6 separate regions of the Mus musculus genome follow, and regions 1, 2, 4, 5 and 6 are each linked to region 3. A link is a contact called in public ChIA-PET, Hi-C and HiChIP or PLAC-seq data. All regions are on one chromosome and are shown on one strand. Each heading gives the region's core, a stretch centred on a gene start, on an enhancer-like site or on the middle of the called end of the contact. The rest is flanking DNA. Distances are from core to core; before and after follow the strand shown.

Region 1 (2,700 bases), core at 108-2,607, 360 kb after region 3:
GCTATTTGCCAAGCACTGTTCTACACATTCAGAAAGAGATATTCCTAAATGTGTCTTATCAGCGCACCAAGCTAGAACATCTACAAAAATACCTTCCACAAAACAGCAGTTAAGCTATTGTGGAAACAAGGCTAAATGAAAAAAATAAAGTCCTACCGAGTTAACTCAATGTCAACTTCTAAGCTTTTATTGTCCATCACGAGCAGACTATGCTGGCAGTTGCCCTACAGTAACAACTGAATGGGAAGTTACATTAATACATTTCTCTACTTTTTAAATGGGGTTGCCTACAGTGGCTCAACAACAATAAATATGACACCACTAAAGTAAAAGGGATCTAATGAAAGGAACAGACAGGACTCCACAATCAAACACTCCAGGCTTCCTCTTTCTAGAGAGAGGAAGGTGAGCACGACCGTTCAGCATTGGTAGGTGAGAGTGGACTTCACCCACACAGAATCCCTGCAATGGCAAAGCGCACAGAGGGAATAAAACCCCCGCAGGCCCTCTAAACACAGACACAAGGTTTGTGGATGGAATTATGCTCAGTCAGCACCAGAAGCAGCAGCCCCTGGTTCCGTGTGCTGCTGAGCACCATCCACCTCACACAGCGACCTATGTGCACCTATGTGCAACCCACATGGAAGGAGTTAAAGGACAGCAGGCTTCTGAGACCAACACTTCCCTCCACTCCTGAGTCTGACCAACAGTATGCATCCAAAAACAGAAACAAAAAACCCCTGAAAACAAAGGCACTAGTCTATCATTATACTAACTTGTAGACATTAAAACTAGTAATAAATCTAACAGACCTCATTACAGAAGGCAACAGAATGCAGGGCCTGAAACCTATGAGGGAGCAGAGGCAGGGTGTGTGGATGCAAGCACAGTCTGCAGAAGCCCATCCCTGGGTTCCTAGCACAGGCCACAGTGTAGATGGGCTCTGGGAAGGGAAAAGAGCCCTCAGAGAGCAAGGTATCTATGGCAGGTTAAAACAGACCAAGTTCTCCTACTCCTTCCAGTGCCTCCAGGACCACGCCCTCAGCACACACAGTTCCCAGCTGGAAGGCCTGCACACCTTCTGTGCCCCTCAAGCTGCGAGTGCTGCGGCATTTCACACCCACTGGTTCAAACTGGCCCTCACCTCCAACATCTCCTCTTCACCCTTTTGCTAAAAAAAAAAAAAAAAAAGGTACCCCGTAAAGTAATTTTCTGCACTCTTGAAAAAATTAGGGGAAACACCATAAAAACCTCACGGAGAACGAGAATAGTAATTTTGAAGAGTCATGCTTGGTAGCAAATGCTGACCAAGAAGTAATAAAAATAGGCCACTCTGGTATCCTGTATTAGTCACCTGACACTGCGTAATAAACAGTACACGTGTAGCAGCTGAAAATACACAGCCTACTACTAAGCTCTGTGAGTCTGGAGTCTGGGCCTGCCACATCCAATACACATGCCTACAAAGACACCCAGTCAAAACATGTCTTCTTCTAAAACGTACAATCTAAATAGTACCTCTGGTAGGCTATCTGCCTGTTTCAGGCATGACAAGCTGACGGAAAATACAATAATGTGCCACATAATGAAATTTCAGTCACTGACAAATCACGTAAGTTACAGTGGTTCTTAGGGGACACTGGAACACAAACATCCTACAGACTGGTAATGTCACAGCCACCCTGGCACTGATGCTCATGGAACCGACTGTGCCACATATGTAAATGCATGTGCAATTGTATGCAGGACATTACACTTGATGATAAATGACTGCTCATAGCACACACACACATACACACACACACAAACTATAACCCCTCTGCTGTCTTAAATACTTGGAGCTTACTGTGTCTCCTGATTGCCTCATGTTCTCTTGTGCTTAATTTAATCTTGTACAGCTGTCATCATGACTACAAACAAGAGAATGAACACACACATACATACATACATCCAGACCTTCCAGGTGTGTAACATGGCTGTCTGGTATTCCTGTACCATTTAGGTTTGTGACATGAATCACATGACAGATTTCTCAAGCACACCCCCACCATTAGATGATGTTTGTGTGTAGCAAATGGGTTACTAAACAAAGGAATACCCAGGCCTCTCTTTCATCTGGCCACTGACTAAAAGCATAATAATCCAACTCTACCATTTACCCTGTGCCCCAAATATGGCTCCAATGAACAACCTACCAAGAGCAACAGTCACTCTTAAAAGGACATGCCAAGGCTAAGAGTGTTTCATCTGTTGTCAGGAAGTCCCTTCAAAGGGAGAGATGTATGTGTTGAGAAGATTGTACAGTTATACACAGTGGCCACAAAAACAGAGGCTGCAAACATGAAGCTGAGAACAGGAAGTCTGCAAGATGGGGAGGAGTCTTCTTCACAACTGTCTTAAGGAGTCTGTTCTGCTCATTTTAGCAAGACATGAATTTATAAAATTAGAACAATAAAGAGATACACTCAATAAAGAAGAATAAAGTTACTGTGTCATCCTTACTATTCAAAGGCATCCATACCACAGAAAGAAAATAAATAAAAAGTGCCAAAAAACTGTGTCTCAGAAATCAAGGTCTCGGGCTAGGGGTGTGGTTCAGTGGTAGAGCTCTTGCCTAGCATACCTGGGGCCCTCATAAATAAATCTCTAAGTAAGCAAGTAAGAAAGGAGGAAAGGAGGAAAAGAAAGGGGATGGATCTG
Region 2 (2,700 bases), core at 73-2,572, 470 kb after region 3:
CACCAGGATCACTGCTCTATTGGTTGAACAAATCTGTGTGGTATGCAAAGTACTTTGTCCTTCCTGTTTCATAATTCCAAATCACCAGAGACTCTTTTTAATTTGTTAGTAAGGAGTTCAGCTTGCTGGCTGTTCGGCTTCTCTAATAACATATATTTCTTGCTTGTTCTTTCTCTTTCTCTCTTTCTCTCTTTCTCTCTTTCTCCCTTCCTTCCTTCCTTCTTCCTTCCTTCCTTCCTTCCTTCCTTCCTTCCTTCTTTCTTTCTTTCTTTCTTTCTTTCTTTCTTTCTTTCTTTCTTTCTTTCTTTCTTTCTTTCTTTCTTTCTTTCTTCCTCCCTTGGAAGCAGGCATGTGCTAGAAAATGGAAAAGAAGTGATACAGAAGCATCTTCCAGACTCCCTTTGCCTTCCAGGAACTGATTATCTACAGAGGGAGACCAGGCGGGAAGCCTGGCATCTGTCACAGAGAGCAATGGGGTCATCTTCTCAGCGCCTTGCAGTCTCTAGGCACATTCATGCCTCTCACTTACTACCCGTGACATCTTGTGAACGAGGAAGTCAAGACTTTGATGTGGATTTAAAGTAAGAGAAATAGAAAGCTCTTGATGAAAAAAAAAAAAGAAAGAAAGAAAAAAAGAAAAGAAAAGAAAAAGGCTCTCCAGTGCCTCTTAGAAACAGTTAGAATTTTACTTTCTGAACAGGTTCTCTCTGCCCCCACAAATACCGGCTAAGGTACAGTTTCACAGCGATGCTGTCTGGGGTCAAGTATGTTTGCTGACATGGGCAGCTAAGTATACTAAAAGCCTAATGGGCTTATAGCTTTCAAATTAGACTAGACCAGCACTTTGTGGTGATGCCAGCATAGAAGAGAGCCAAGATGGAAGGAGCTGAGTGATCTGGGAAGAGAGAGAGGAAGCTAGGGGTCCTTTGCTCGGATTCTCTGGGGGGTATCAGAGGATGTGGAATGGGGGGGGGCTTGGAAGCCCTGTAGTGGGGTTGCTTCTGTCATGGCCTCATGGGTAGTACAGCCTGCATGTGCAAGCCTTGTGGGTTGAGTGATGATCTCTTGCAAATGAAAGCTGTCGGAATCAAGGCATAGGCAGGGCAGGGCAGGGCAGGGCAGGGGTTGATCCTCTTGCTTCTCTTACTTAAATGAGAAGTTTCTTTTCTGCCCATTGATCTGTGAAGTTCTTGTCATTTAGCATGGAGAAGTGAGTTTTCCCTGGTTACTGATGGGAGACGGCAGAGAGCTAGTTTGAATGGGGGTCATGCCTAATGAATCCAGACTGAAACTAAGCAGTGACTTCAGAAGCCCTCACCACAAACCGGAAAAGAGAAGGGGGAGGGCTCAAGGAGCAGTGCTGTGTGTTCCAGATTGGAAGCACTGACTCAGAAGGAAGCTGAGTCAATACTGTTTGGGATTTTATTTGTTTTTCTCTTTAAAAAATGTGTTGTTTTATGCCTTGTTGTTGACATTATTTGTCTGAATTGAACATCTGCTGTGTGCTAGTCTCTGTTACCCACTCAGGTTTTCTCACACTAAGTCTTTTGCATTTGGGCACAGCTGTCTTAAATGGTTGCCTGGCTCTTATCCCCTCCATCCCCTCTTGCTTTAACTCAGCTCATGAGGTAAAGGACATGGGATTTACCTCCAATGTAAAGCTTGCTCCAGGTCCTCGTGCGTGAGCAGACAGGATTTATCTTTTGATACCTGAGGATCCATAACCGGGGTGGCTTGTCCCTAACTTTAGGTTCAACTGCTACCTAACAAGTGTCAATCTTCTGCCTCTTGGCTTATGTAAGAGGCAAAAGCGTGGCAGCCCCTGAGGCAGAACAGCTTTATCTGCAACACAGAAATCTTAGAGAAGAGTTTTCTGACCAGCCTCTGCTCGCTGGGGTCACAGAAATGTCAGTCTCCAAAGTCATTAATCCTTTGCGAGCAGCAGCCATGTGGACAGAGACTACAATAGAGCTCTCTCTCCCTGGAGTCAGGATGTTTGGAAACTGCAATTTGATTGTCACTGGATAAATCACCACTGTACTGTGTAGGGGATAAATAGAGACCAGAAGGAAAGTGTTGTGTCCAGGGTGCCTAACAGTGCCGTTGCCAGCATTACCCTTGCAGTGAGTAGCTAGCCCACAGCTATGAGGGGAAATGAGGACTTTTTTTTTTTTTAAAGAAATATATATATATATATTCTCATAACCAAAACCACAGGTACCTGAACCTGGCATCTGAAGGAAAGTCCCCCTTGAACACTCAGAGCTGTGAATTCACTAGTGAGAATTTCCTCCCAGTTCGAAACGACCACGTGGACGGTTCAGATGGCTCTGCTCGGAAACACGCTGAATGTTTACATGGGGCCATCCTTTTTCAGCTGCTTCGTGATGAAGGGTTGTGGATGGTCATTGTTCCCTTTGTTCCCTCAGCTTGGAAAACAGAAAACATAACATCCAAGAGACACAGCTTCTACAGCCCTCACACACAGTCAGGGAGCCAGGGGTGGAGTTGGGAGGTGGGTGGGGTGGATGGGGGCGACAGAGAGGATCTGTTATTGGTTGTTTGATACTCTGTGACCTTCAGACTATAGCCTTTCTTTCCAGTTTGGCTTGGAGGGAAGAAAAAAGTCCTCCTGGCTGTATGAAGCACATGGTGTAACTGAACACCATGCTCTCACAGGGTCTGCATTTTTGTAAAAAT
Region 3 (2,700 bases), core at 18-2,517:
TATCAAATACCCTAAGGCCTAGCAGAACATGTGTTTCTGAAGACTCTTTGTATGCATTCCCTTAGGATATAGCTTGACAGGTACAATACAGTACTGGGTGATACAGTCCAAAATCAACTGATTAATTCACCATTTCCTATCACTATTGCTCAAAGCAAAGTTTTATGGGTCACTTTTAGGAACCTCTGTGTTCTACACTATTAATGTAGTTACTTTTGACAAGAGTCTGCCTATTTGATAGGATGTGGAGCTTTTGCTCTAAATTGTCCTTTCAATGGATAGTTTTTAGTTCTTAAAACTCACCAGAAAATTCCTGAATTGGAAATGACTTACAGATGGAGACATGAAAATCCAGAGTCACAGTCTCCGGTCTATGTTCTTCCCTCCTTAACCATGCAGACATCCCAACATTACAGTACACTCATACAATCTGAAGATGGCAACCCTTTCTTCATAGGTCTTCAAGCAGCCCTCATGTTTCTATCTTTTATCAGGGTTGTTATGAATGTGAAACTGTCTGCCAACACTGAGTCTCATTAATATTCAAACATCTGAGAGGAAAAGTACCTCAGATCTCATTGTGCTATGCTTAAGGAGAAGACATAACCAGAGCATTCTGTCTCGCTTTTGGTAACTATGATCAGGCAAAGTGTCTGTTGTTCTGAAATTATTCCCATACACTTTGTACCAGAAATGATCCCTGCTCATTTCTGCTGTTCCCACTGCAGTGTGGTTTGTCCTAAATTCCAACGATTAACAACCTCTTCATGATAATATACCCTTCATCTTTAAAATAAAGAAAATGAAGAGAAGTGTTGTCGATTCACCGGCGCGTTTGGGATTTATCACTTTCCTGCCTTGCAAAAAGAACAGCTAAGAAGGCAACTTACTAGCCCCGCACTCATAGAAACTCAACTGTTCACTGTCAAGACACACCAATTACAGCAAACCAGTTCTTCATCTCCAACAGCGCGAGGCCACAGCCCAGCCGGCCGTGTAGGACTAAGAACGCGCAAGCGCCCTGCAAGTTGCAGGCGAACTTCCGAGATCCGCGCCAAACGTCGAACGCTACCCCAGCAGCGAAAAGGGGGCAAGCACACTGGGCTGCGCATGCGCGCTCCGAGCCACCCACTGTGCCCACCCATCCCTGGTTGATTGACACCATCCTGAAAACTCAGGGATTACACTGCGCTTGCGGGGAAAAGGAGGATGAGGGCGGGGCACGGCTGTGGGCGGAGCCGGAGGCCGGGACCCAGCCGCGCGAGCGCAGTGGTTTAGCCGGCAGGAAGCCGGGCGCGCGGGGGTGGGGCTGGTGCACGGGGGCGGGGCTCGGGCCGCCGCGCATTGTGCTGCGGCTGGCCGGCGCGGCAGGCCCCGGACCCGAGCGGTTCCCGGGCATGGTGAGCAAGGGGCTGTTGCGCCTTGTCTCTTCAGTCAACCGCAGGAGGATGAAGCTTCTGCTCGGCATCGCGCTGTTCGCCTACGCCGCCTGTGAGTGCGTGCGCGGTGGGCGGGAGCCCATTCATTCCCGCGCGGCGGGGAGCGGGCGCTGCGGCCGAGCAGCAGGCTGTTCAGGGCCGGGGACCGGTTCACAGCTTCCACGAGGCTGAACTTGTGCTGTGGAGCCGCTGGCCGCTTTGCTTGCTGCCCGCTTCCGCGTAGGCCCGGCGTCGGACCGGTGGCCGGTGTTGGGGCCTTTGCCCGGGACGCGGTGGACACGTTCCCCGAGCTGTAGACACTGCGGACTCGGCCAACCTCGCAGCGCCCGCCAGCTCGTACTGACCCGAACCGCTGTGCTGTGCTGTCCACAGCACCCAGGGTTAGGGTTAGGGTGAACCTGGAGAGTGCGGCGCGGGGACATCCTTGGGGACGGTGCTGGTTAAGTAGGATAAAAATATTATAGCTATTGGCAGGGTCCCTGCTCCGACTGTTTGCTCCGCAGGAAAATTACTCAGCAGCTGAGTGTTGCCATTCTCCGTGGATGCCCTGTGTGGCCATGCTCTGATATCCTGTCTCACACTCCCCGCTCCCCACTCTCCTCCCGCGCCACCAGGTACTCCTCCAGCGTGTCGCGGAAGGAGGCACAGCATAGGGGGCAGGCGGGGCGGGTGTCAATTGGATCCTTAGCCTGTTTATCTTGAGGGGCCCTCAGCTTCTCAGAGAAGGCAAAGTCTAGTTTTTTGGTGTTTGTTTGTTTGTTTTTGCTCTGTGCAACTGGATATAACAGCTATTACTACTTTACCAAGTACCAAAATTGGGCTAAAAATAGCTCTCAGAGTGAGTGAGCTCCTTCTGAATCCTGGCCACCCAGGCAAACATACTCGAATGAAAACTGCTAAGTGATTGAGTTTCCAGGGTCTGATTCCCAGGTGAGTAGGTACTTTGGAACGTGGGTTCAACTGATGGGATGATGGTGTTAGTAGGATGCAGACTGGCTGCTACAGCTCAGCTGTTGCAAGAGGAGGAGGAGGAGGAGGAGGAGGAGGAGGAGGAGGAGGAGGAGGAGGAGGAGCAGGAGGAGGAGGAGCAGCAGCAGCAGCAGCAGCAGCAGCAGCAGCAGCAGCAGCCAGGAAGCTCTGGAAAGGCTTCTGGTTGCTAGGAGAAGTTTTAGATCTGGGTGGCTTGGTAGATTTGATTGGTTTCAGCAAGGAAGGAAGAATTAACTTCAAGTGTGGTCTGTATTGAAGAAGATGATTATTC
Region 4 (2,700 bases), core at 27-2,526, 270 kb after region 3:
CCTGTCTAAGAAGTACTGCTTCTGAGCTCCGGCAGTGGATTGATTCTGCTACATGCCGGACACTCATCATAACACTGCAACTTTATAAAGCGAAACCGAGTACAGCAAGGAAGGTGAACGTGGGATTCCACTATGGTTACCACACACTAAATTTAATATGTACCGCAGACTCCACGGCATAAAAACGCTACTTCTAACTTCGCTGCTCCTGTCAGGGCATCAGGGTTTGTCAAGGAAATGTGTAGTGGCGGGGACTTGTGAAGCATCACTGTGGGTTTCATAAAATTAAAATAAGTTTGCCATTTGATTCAGCAAACCTACCAAAGGGTACACCTAAGAGAATTCAAGTAGAAACTTAAAGAAATATCTATATACCCACAATCATAGCAGCATTATTAATAATTAAAAACAAAACTAGAAACACCCTGAAAATCTATCACCAGATGAATAGATATCGAAAAAGGAATATTACTCATTATTGAAGGACAATTTCTAAAATATTGCTACAACATAAATGAACTCCAAAGACATTATAACTGAAATAAAATCAGGGACAACCAGAACATAATTCAGTGGAGGCAACCCACTTATAAGAGGCTCCTAAGTATAAAAACCCAGAGTGGGAAAGGAATCTCAGGGAAGAGGGCAGCTAGGGAGTCAGTGTCCAATGAGGACAGAGTTTCAGTTTGGGACAGTAATGGAGCTCTGAAGATTAGCAGCTGCACAATGATGTAAAAGCATTCACTGACTGAAATGCACACTTAAAAACTGTTGAAACAGCCAATTTGGTTTTAAAGACGTTTTACCACAAAAGGAAAAAGGGTAAAGGTTAAGTGGTGATCGACAAGAGATCTGAGAAACTGATGGGGATCCAGGAAACGGAAGGACCACGGTGGGTGGGGAGGCTGTTCCCTTCCTGCCGCAGAAGCCACCAACAGCGGGCATGGGAAGTCATGGCGAGGAGGCACTGTCCCCAAGTGCTGCCTCTTGGAGATCAAACAGAGATTTTGCCCACTTGAGACACCTGCTGACTACTTCGTTTTTTTTTTTTTTTTTTTTTAAGGGACCAGAAAAAAGTTGAGAGACGGCCCCAGCATCAAGGACTCTCTGGACTTCCTAGCTCATTCTTCTACAAATACATTTTTGTCTACCTCTCAAAATTCCTAGGGACACTGACTGCCTGTGTTTGCTGGAGCCACTATGCCGCTCTGGAGCAGATGGCATTAACACCATGCTGTGGACGGGATGTAGGCACAAGGCCAAACTGTGAAAGTGGTTATAAAGCTAACTGTTCTGGTTTCAATCTACCACAGTTCTTTATTCTCTGTGCATGCGAAGTCCATAACAGTAAACTGACAGTGAATGTATAAAGCTGTAAGTGGCACTCCACGGCTTCAGGATGGCCCTTTTAATGGTATGGAAGGTCACAGAGATGGGTATTCTGGGCCTGGTAAGTGTGTCTGCCTTGAACAAGCTGTATGATGATTTTGTCTGCGAGTTCCTTTAAACATAAACCTTTCTTGTTGAATTTTTCTTTCTTTTTTTTTTAAAAAGATTTATTTATTTATTATATGTAAGTACACGGTAGCTGTCTTCAGACACACCAGAAGAGGGCATCCGATCACATTACAGATGGTTGTGAGCCACCATGTGGTTGCTGGGATTTAAACTCAGGACCTCCGGAAGAGCAGTCAGTGCTCTTAACCACGGAGCCATCTCTCCAGCCCTCTTGTGGAATGGGAAAGAACTCTTCAAAGGACATTGATGTCGTTTCTCAAGTGTGAGATAGGGAGCACCCTACTTTTCCACAGCAGAAGGGGCCCCCAAGTGGGCTTGCTGGTCCACACACCCATTTGTCCTTAGTCTGCTGTACACGTGTTTTATTGAAGACACACATTCCAAGTCCATGTGTATAGTTTCATATCAAGACTAACTTTACATAGCATGCTTGTGGGATTGCCAGTAGGCAAGCCAAACTTACAAATCCTTTCTCTGAGAAGTAAATGAAAGTCTCCATATGTAAGACACACACTCGTGTCTACTGCAGCCACAGTAAAGTAAAAAAAAAAAAAAAAAAAATGCAAACCAGGCAAAACCCAAATATCGAAAAAGCCAGCCTCAGAAGTTCCCTCTTAGTACAGTTCACACATTAGCCACGTGGGCATTTCAGGGAGTCAAGTGATAAAGGCATATCTGATCCTGGGCTTTAAGTTTCTCTTTCCATTATACTTTTACATACATATTTTGGGTGAAAAGCATTTCTACCCTGTACTAACCATTTTGCAAGAACTCTATATAAGTCTTTTTGCAAAAAGGAGCTACAGATCTAAGGGATTTGAATGAGAACACTTCTGAACACTCTTAAGGTTGAACTGTCAATCTGACATTTTTTTCTTAGTCTGCAGAGCTGCTTTAGCGGACAGGGAATGGCCTCCTCTCCCTTTACCGCGCTGGCAGGCCTGAGAGCGAGCATCCAGACCCTTTAGCAGCAGCAGCAACAGTACTCCAGAGGCCAGGGATCTGACCCACTCCAGACAGCAGTACAGCACAGCCCCACACATGAACACAACGCAGGATGAACTGGGCAACCTATAGCTCCGTTAGGCTCCACTGTACATAATCAACTTACCCCCTAAGAGGAGTAATGGTTTTTAGGCTTCAATGCCAAGCAAGGTAGACATTGTTAAATGTTCCTAATAT
Region 5 (2,721 bases), core at 204-2,703, 350 kb before region 3:
CAGTAAATAGGTCTTTTAAATTATAAACAGTGGCAAGTACTATTGCTCTCATGTGATGGGCAATGCTTTAAGCAAAATTAGACTGCTAATTTTGATTTTTTTAAAATATTAAGTCCACTTTAAAATATTTTCAATCTTAATGATAATTTATTATGGCACACTTTCTTTTTTCTTTTAATGCTCCTCTGATGAAGAGATCATTATTCCATCTCTGTGACTTTGGATAATGATCAAGAAGCTATAGCTGTGGAGCAGAAAACATGCCTGTTCACTTCCTGCTTTTTTTGGAAAAAACTGCCCTTGGAAGCAGCCACCACTCCTTGAGAAACCTGTGCTCACTGCAGAGATCTCAATGGAGACTAGCCAAGGTCTACCAGCATTTTATCTGTCTACTGACAGTGCCTGGCGTGTGAAACTTGCAGCAGGTCCTTGAGCTTTGACCTGTTCTAAGACAGAGAATAAGAATAAAAGACTCCCACGCAAGTTTCAGAGTCAGGAGCAAAAACACCACGTGCTGCTAGTGGAGGCTAAGGAGGTTTAAGGTAGGTAACTGCAGTGTGCCAACAGAAAACTGAGAGATAATACCATGGAAATTCAAACATGCTCCTCACCTACCCAACTTGCAGCAGTTTGTAAAGAATACCTACCCTCCCTTCAATTCTATGTCTTCACATATTAGTACCAGCAACTGGGTTCCAGCCTGCAGGCCACTTCAGTGAGCAACTTCAGAGTGCCATCTACCATTCAAAAGCTTAACAGTGGGCTTCAATACCAAAATCAAGAGGAAAATAATGCTTTCTTTTCTTTTTAAGTTTTTGCTTGTTTTGTTTTGAGTATATATGTGACTGTCACATATGTGCAGGTGCCCTCGGAGGCCATCTAATGTAGGTGCTGGGAACTCACTTGAGTCCTCTAGAGGGAAATGTTTTCTTAACCAGTTTTACAACATAATACTGGCAAAGCACACAAGTATCTGCCCTTAATACACCCCTTAAAGAATCCCGAGTCCTGGGCATAACAATAACAGATCCCGAATATGTCAACTTCTCCAAAGCTCAGAAGCTGCACCTTAAGTACAGCAAACTCTGGGTCAGCACGTGGGTTTTCCTGGAAAGTGACTTTACAATGTAAGTTCCTGCACCTGCACCTCAAAGCACATTTATGGTTGACTTCTTTTATAACACTGAACAAGTGGTGAAAAATTTCACTAGCAATACTGAACAATTTCATTTGCTTCTCCACTATCCATTTACTCCCACAAGAAGCGGCAAGGGTGTAGAATATAACTACTCATCTTTTCCACTGATAAGGCCTGAATATCTTACTCATATTGACTACTCTATAATCATCTAAATGAACTCAGAGGCAGCTCACACATTAATGAGCACTACAGACCATCTTTGTGTCCCTGGACTAGGATAAATCAGCCATGACCAAAACGAGACTAAAATAGACCAAAAACAGATTCACCAAGGCCCTGGAAACCACAGCCACTGTCACCAACTACTGCCTCAATGTACAATGACTTGGGACAGCTTGTGATTTTAGAAACATATTCTCAAAAGTGATGGCACACACCTACAGTAGCAGCTACATAGGAAGCTGAGGCTGGAGGATTGCAACTTTGAGCTCAGCCTAAGCAACAGCACAGTAAGAGCTCAGTTAAAAATAATCCATGTATTAGTCTGAGTATATATATATATACCTGAATTAAAGGCATGAGAAAAAGGCTTACGAGAATTTTAGGAGTGGGTCCAGGCCTCGTCCAGGGAATTCATTGAGAATCTCCATGGCTGTTACACAGCCTACAGTTGGTATCCCTTCCGTATAGTCACTGCCCAGTAGATAGGCCAAGTTGATTAGCTTGTTACGGTCCAGTCCTGTATAAATAGCAATCAATCAATCGATCATATATATATATATATACAGAGACAGACAGACAGACAGACAGACAGACAGACAGACAGAAGAAAGGACATACAGACAGATAGATGTTGTTTTGTTTTGTTTTTCAAGACAGGGTTTCTTTGTGCAGCCCTGACTGTACTGGAACTCATTTTGTAGATCAGGCTAGCCTCAAACTCACAGAGATCCAATGGGCCTCTGCTTCCCAAATGCTGGGAATAAAGGCATAAACCACTGCATTCTTTAATATTTTATAAAAATTAATATTATATATAATTTATATATTATAAAGTTTTAATATTTTATAAATTTTATATAACATATTATATAAGCTGTATATGTTAAACCAACATCCGAGGACATATTTAATTTAAAAATAGGTTCTTTTGTTAAATATTCTGTTGAGATTTAAATTTTAAGTAGTCTTATGTGAAATTTTCTATATAAGCTGACCTCTACATTTAGTTATCTAGACTGCTTACTCTGACCACAAGCATATGCATTCAATTACCAACAGAGTACTCCTGCCTGTGTATCTAGTGAGACTCTCAGGTTGAACTTATCTCAATTTAACTCTCCCTTCCTCTTCTCCACTCTACTACTGGCCCAGAACCAGGAATCTAGAACCTTTCCTCCCACCTCCTACATCTAAGACATGCACACTCCTCTCTCTGATGTACCAGACACTACAAGGTTTCAGTTTCTTCTCTCCAATATTAACCACTGTTATCACCACCTCCCCCATTCCCATTGGTCTCCTTGCCTCTCTAGAATATGTATATAAACAAGGTTCTGCCTCAAGGCTTTGAAATCTTT
Region 6 (2,700 bases), core at 16-2,515, 290 kb after region 3:
GATTTCTTAGCTATACCCCTCCCACATCTCATGGTCTCTCCTAGATTTTGTCCTATTAACTTAAAAAAAAAATCTTTCTCTATTTCCTAATTATCCTCCCACTGATCTGTTATAAGCTGTTTTATATTTTTGGTTCTAAATACTTGGAAATGCATGTGATACAAAAACAAATATGAATTATATGAATTATTCTGAGTGTCTGGCAGCACAACAGTATAGAAGTTTCCATAGTATTCCAGCAGCAATCCATGTGGCAGCCTGTTTCTACTGTGAACAATCTGGGGAGACAGAGTTGTAATGGATTCTAAATAAGAATGCTTTTGCGTTTAACTCATACGTGCACAAGGGTAGATAGTAATGACACCACAGAGTGGGTGAAGTCATGACAGACTTCTAGAGAAGTCTGGACATCTGAGACAGAATTGAGGTCCTGCTTCTTTAATGTTAAAATTTTCCAGGGGTGTGTTGGGCTGTGTCCTGATCTTTAATGAAGTAGTTCCACAGAGTGACTTGGCTAGGAATCATGTTCTAAGGCAAGATGGCAAGCAGACTTCAGTCAGTACAGAAAAGCCCAGGACTTCTACAGCAAATGCACTGCCACAAATCAATATCTCCCTTAACAGGATAAAAACCTCAAGCACTCCAAAGAACCAAGAAGTAAAGGGCCTGTCAGAAAACTTAAATGCCCTGGCGAATATCAGGCACCCTGCAGAGACAGCCCATGTGCTTTGCACCAACTCCATTGAGAGCAGCAAGGAGCCATCCAAGCAACTTAACTGAAATGCATACAAAGGGTAAATCGAAACAACAGCCAGGGAGCAACCAAGTCACCAATATGAACAGTCCACAGGAATCAACTAGACAGCTCACTCCTTTCTCCCTGGGGTCCCCTAAGAGACTGGAGAACGGCAGAGAGTGCAGGCAGGCTTCAGTGGGTTTGAATTTCAACCTCATGACTTACTGTGTGTGTGTTCTTCAGCACAACAGTAACTTCCAAGACTCAATATTCTTCTGAAAAATGAGGTACTCACTTCTCTTTTATGGGTGAGGCAAAGATTAAATAAGTGAAGCCCTTGCTGATCATTCTCTGAAAAGCCACATGAGGTCAGGTGGGGACCTGGGTTTTCTGCTGTGGGAGCTTTCTGCTGGGCTTCAGAGCGACCGACAGCACAATGCCCAACTGTAGAAGGAGTCCACACCTGTGTATCAGCTCCTGCATGCTATTGTAAAGTTCTCTAGCCCCTTTCTGCCAGGGAGTGAAGCCGTGACAGCTTTTAACTAACAGGATGTGGTATTTTGTTACCCCTCCCTGGCATTAGTCTATTGGTGTTAACTATTCAGTTAGCTGCAATCAAAGATAGGAGGAGCAGCTGCCCCTTAAGCACTCACAAAGCTCAGGAGTTCTGCGTTCAGCAGGCCAAAGCCACATCCAGAAAAGACAAAAGCAAACCCTGAAGAGGACTGGATACTGAAGGTTAGCCATCAAAAAAAGAAAATGATGGAAAGGCTGGCTTGAGGTACTTACTATGCACCTCAGAAATATCAGGTCTCTGCTGTAGTCACCAAATAAAAATGATTTAAATGGCTCTAAAACCCGAAATTCACAGAAACAAAGCAACTATGTTCCATGGCTTAGCCTCCAGACCTATGTATAACAGCAGACTCTGGGAATAAGCACCAGTATACATGAGGAGGTCAGAGGAGGGCAGCGGGCATCTTGCTCTACCATGTTCTGCCTTGCTCTCTTCAGACAGGACCTCTCACTTAACCTGGAGCTGGGTTAGTGGCCAACAAGCTCCGGCTCCACCCTACCCCACTCCCACCCCACCAGTGTTAGGGGCGCACATATACATCCAAACACACTTGACATTTTCCACAGGCTTGGGGAGTCAAACTCAGGTCTTAATGCAAGTGTTCTGACCAGGTAGGCCATTTCCCCTCCTCTATTTTGAAACAGAGCCTCATGCAGCTCAAACTGGCTTCAAACTCGGCTATGGTTCCAAGGCAGACCTCGAACTTCTTCTGATCTTCCTGCCAGGATTGCAGGTATGTGTCACCACGTTCCAGCTAATACATTTTCTTTTCCTTACAAAGGAACCAGTCTGAGGTACTTTACTCTGGCAGCAACAAAAATGTAAGCCGTGAGCTCTCTATACTTAACAGTCATGCAGGAGTGTCCCCACCTGTCATTTCCACCAAACACACCCACTCCCTCTCTACTCAACTCATACAGGTCTCCTCTCCAGGCCACTTTTATTTATTTACTTTTATTTTTATTTTTTCCTGTCTCTCCATTTCTCTTTGTCCTTCTGCTGGTCTTTTGGGTTCAGAATCCCCAAGTAATCAATGACTGATGCTTCTGTGTTCCACGTTGAGCCGCAAGGTCTGGAAAGCACCACTGTAAATTTCACTGTAAATGAGCTTCTCCATTCTCACTACTGAGCTCAGGGCTTGGAAAGTCATGCATGGGTCATGTTGAGGCCCTGTTTCCAGCCTCTAAAAACAGACACCGTCCTCTGTTGTCCTAGCCTGAAGACTAGGGTCAGGATATCTACCATCCATATAAACGTAACCTCTATCAGCAAAGTGGGACTCCTCTAAACCTTCTTTCATGGGGCTCTGTACAGGCTGCACTGTACAGAGGCCAGTGCCTGGTCTGACTCAGTCCAGTCCTTGGCTTATTTGTCCTCCCATATGTCT

Evidence for each region. Hi-C and Micro-C count contacts between places; a contact is called where the count stands out from the background. ChIA-PET counts read pairs in DNA pulled down with a chosen protein or histone mark. HiChIP or PLAC-seq counts read pairs in DNA pulled down with a chosen protein or histone mark.
Region 1: a Hi-C map of bone marrow-derived macrophages shows a contact between it and region 3, with 3 times the contacts expected there. The contact joins the enhancer-like site here to the promoter of Uxs1 in region 3. A contact is called at or near these places in 8 of 484 Hi-C or Micro-C datasets (CD8 T cells, Th1 cells, bone marrow-derived macrophages and 5 more), 2 of 115 datasets of contacts at active chromatin or transcription factors (memory CD8 T cells and pancreatic cancer cells) and 1 of 9 other capture datasets (pancreatic islet).
Region 2: an H3K4me3 HiChIP or PLAC-seq map of the 230-238 cell line shows a contact between it and region 3, with 14 read pairs. The contact joins the enhancer-like site here to the promoter of Uxs1 in region 3. A contact is called at or near these places in 3 of 39 promoter capture datasets (the C10 cell line, cranial neural crest and pre-B cells), 1 of 484 Hi-C or Micro-C datasets (pre-B cells) and 2 of 115 datasets of contacts at active chromatin or transcription factors (the 230-238 cell line and effector CD8 T cells).
Region 4: a contact with region 3 is called in a Hi-C map of cerebellar granule neurons, with 3 times the contacts expected there. The contact joins the enhancer-like site here to the promoter of Uxs1 in region 3. A contact is called at or near these places in 1 of 484 Hi-C or Micro-C datasets (cerebellar granule neurons) and 1 of 115 datasets of contacts at active chromatin or transcription factors (memory CD8 T cells).
Region 5: a contact with region 3 is called in an H3K4me3 HiChIP or PLAC-seq map of the 230-238 cell line, with 2.5 times the contacts expected there. The contact joins the enhancer-like site here to the promoter of Uxs1 in region 3. A contact is called at or near these places in 1 of 39 promoter capture datasets (pre-B cells), 1 of 484 Hi-C or Micro-C datasets (pro-B cells), 3 of 115 datasets of contacts at active chromatin or transcription factors (the 230-238 cell line and craniofacial prominence) and 1 of 9 other capture datasets (adipose tissue).
Region 6: an RNA polymerase II ChIA-PET map of memory CD8 T cells shows a contact between it and region 3, with 17 read pairs. The contact joins the enhancer-like site here to the promoter of Uxs1 in region 3. A contact is called at or near these places in 1 of 484 Hi-C or Micro-C datasets (CD4 T cells) and 2 of 115 datasets of contacts at active chromatin or transcription factors (memory CD8 T cells and pancreatic cancer cells).

The regions. Positions count from the first base shown.
Region 1 is chr1:43,464,763-43,467,462 of GRCm38.p6, reverse strand. The region is part of intron 1 of Nck2 (non-catalytic region of tyrosine kinase adaptor protein 2); the gene reads right to left. Among named protein-coding and RNA genes, the nearest start is that of Nck2, 20 kb to the right of the region's middle. Within about 2 kb of position 1,357, at least 84 of the 459 cell types and tissues checked have an H3K27ac peak or open chromatin away from gene starts, as enhancers often do. A contact at or near this core is called in CD8 T cells, Th1 cells, bone marrow-derived macrophages and 5 more, where this site is marked.
Region 2 is chr1:43,360,168-43,362,867 of GRCm38.p6, reverse strand. No RefSeq gene overlaps it. Among named protein-coding and RNA genes, the nearest start is that of Nck2, 84 kb to the left of the region's middle. Within about 2 kb of position 1,322, at least 128 of the 459 cell types and tissues checked have an H3K27ac peak or open chromatin away from gene starts, as enhancers often do. A contact at or near this core is called in the 230-238 cell line and effector CD8 T cells, where this site is marked.
Region 3 is chr1:43,826,406-43,829,105 of GRCm38.p6, reverse strand. It overlaps Uxs1 (UDP-glucuronate decarboxylase 1), which reads left to right and starts at 1,267. Exons shown (of 15, transcript NM_026430.4): 1 at 1,267-1,491. The coding sequence starts at 1,398.
Region 4 is chr1:43,560,732-43,563,431 of GRCm38.p6, reverse strand. The region is part of intron 4 of Nck2 (non-catalytic region of tyrosine kinase adaptor protein 2); the gene reads right to left. Among named protein-coding and RNA genes, the nearest start is that of Nck2, 120 kb to the right of the region's middle. Within about 2 kb of position 1,276, at least 42 of the 459 cell types and tissues checked have an H3K27ac peak or open chromatin away from gene starts, as enhancers often do. A contact at or near this core is called in cerebellar granule neurons and memory CD8 T cells, where this site is marked.
Region 5 is chr1:44,174,998-44,177,718 of GRCm38.p6, reverse strand. Ercc5 (excision repair cross-complementing rodent repair deficiency, complementation group 5) reads right to left here. Exons shown (of 15, transcript NM_011729.2): 12 at 1,736-1,880. Among named protein-coding and RNA genes, the nearest start is that of Ercc5, 29 kb to the right of the region's middle. Within about 2 kb of position 1,453, at least 6 of the 459 cell types and tissues checked have an H3K27ac peak or open chromatin away from gene starts, as enhancers often do. A contact at or near this core is called in the 230-238 cell line and pro-B cells, where this site is marked.
Region 6 is chr1:43,541,071-43,543,770 of GRCm38.p6, reverse strand. All of the region lies in intron 3 of Nck2 (non-catalytic region of tyrosine kinase adaptor protein 2), which reads right to left. Among named protein-coding and RNA genes, the nearest start is that of Nck2, 97 kb to the right of the region's middle. Within about 2 kb of position 1,265, at least 64 of the 459 cell types and tissues checked have an H3K27ac peak or open chromatin away from gene starts, as enhancers often do. A contact at or near this core is called in memory CD8 T cells, where this site is marked.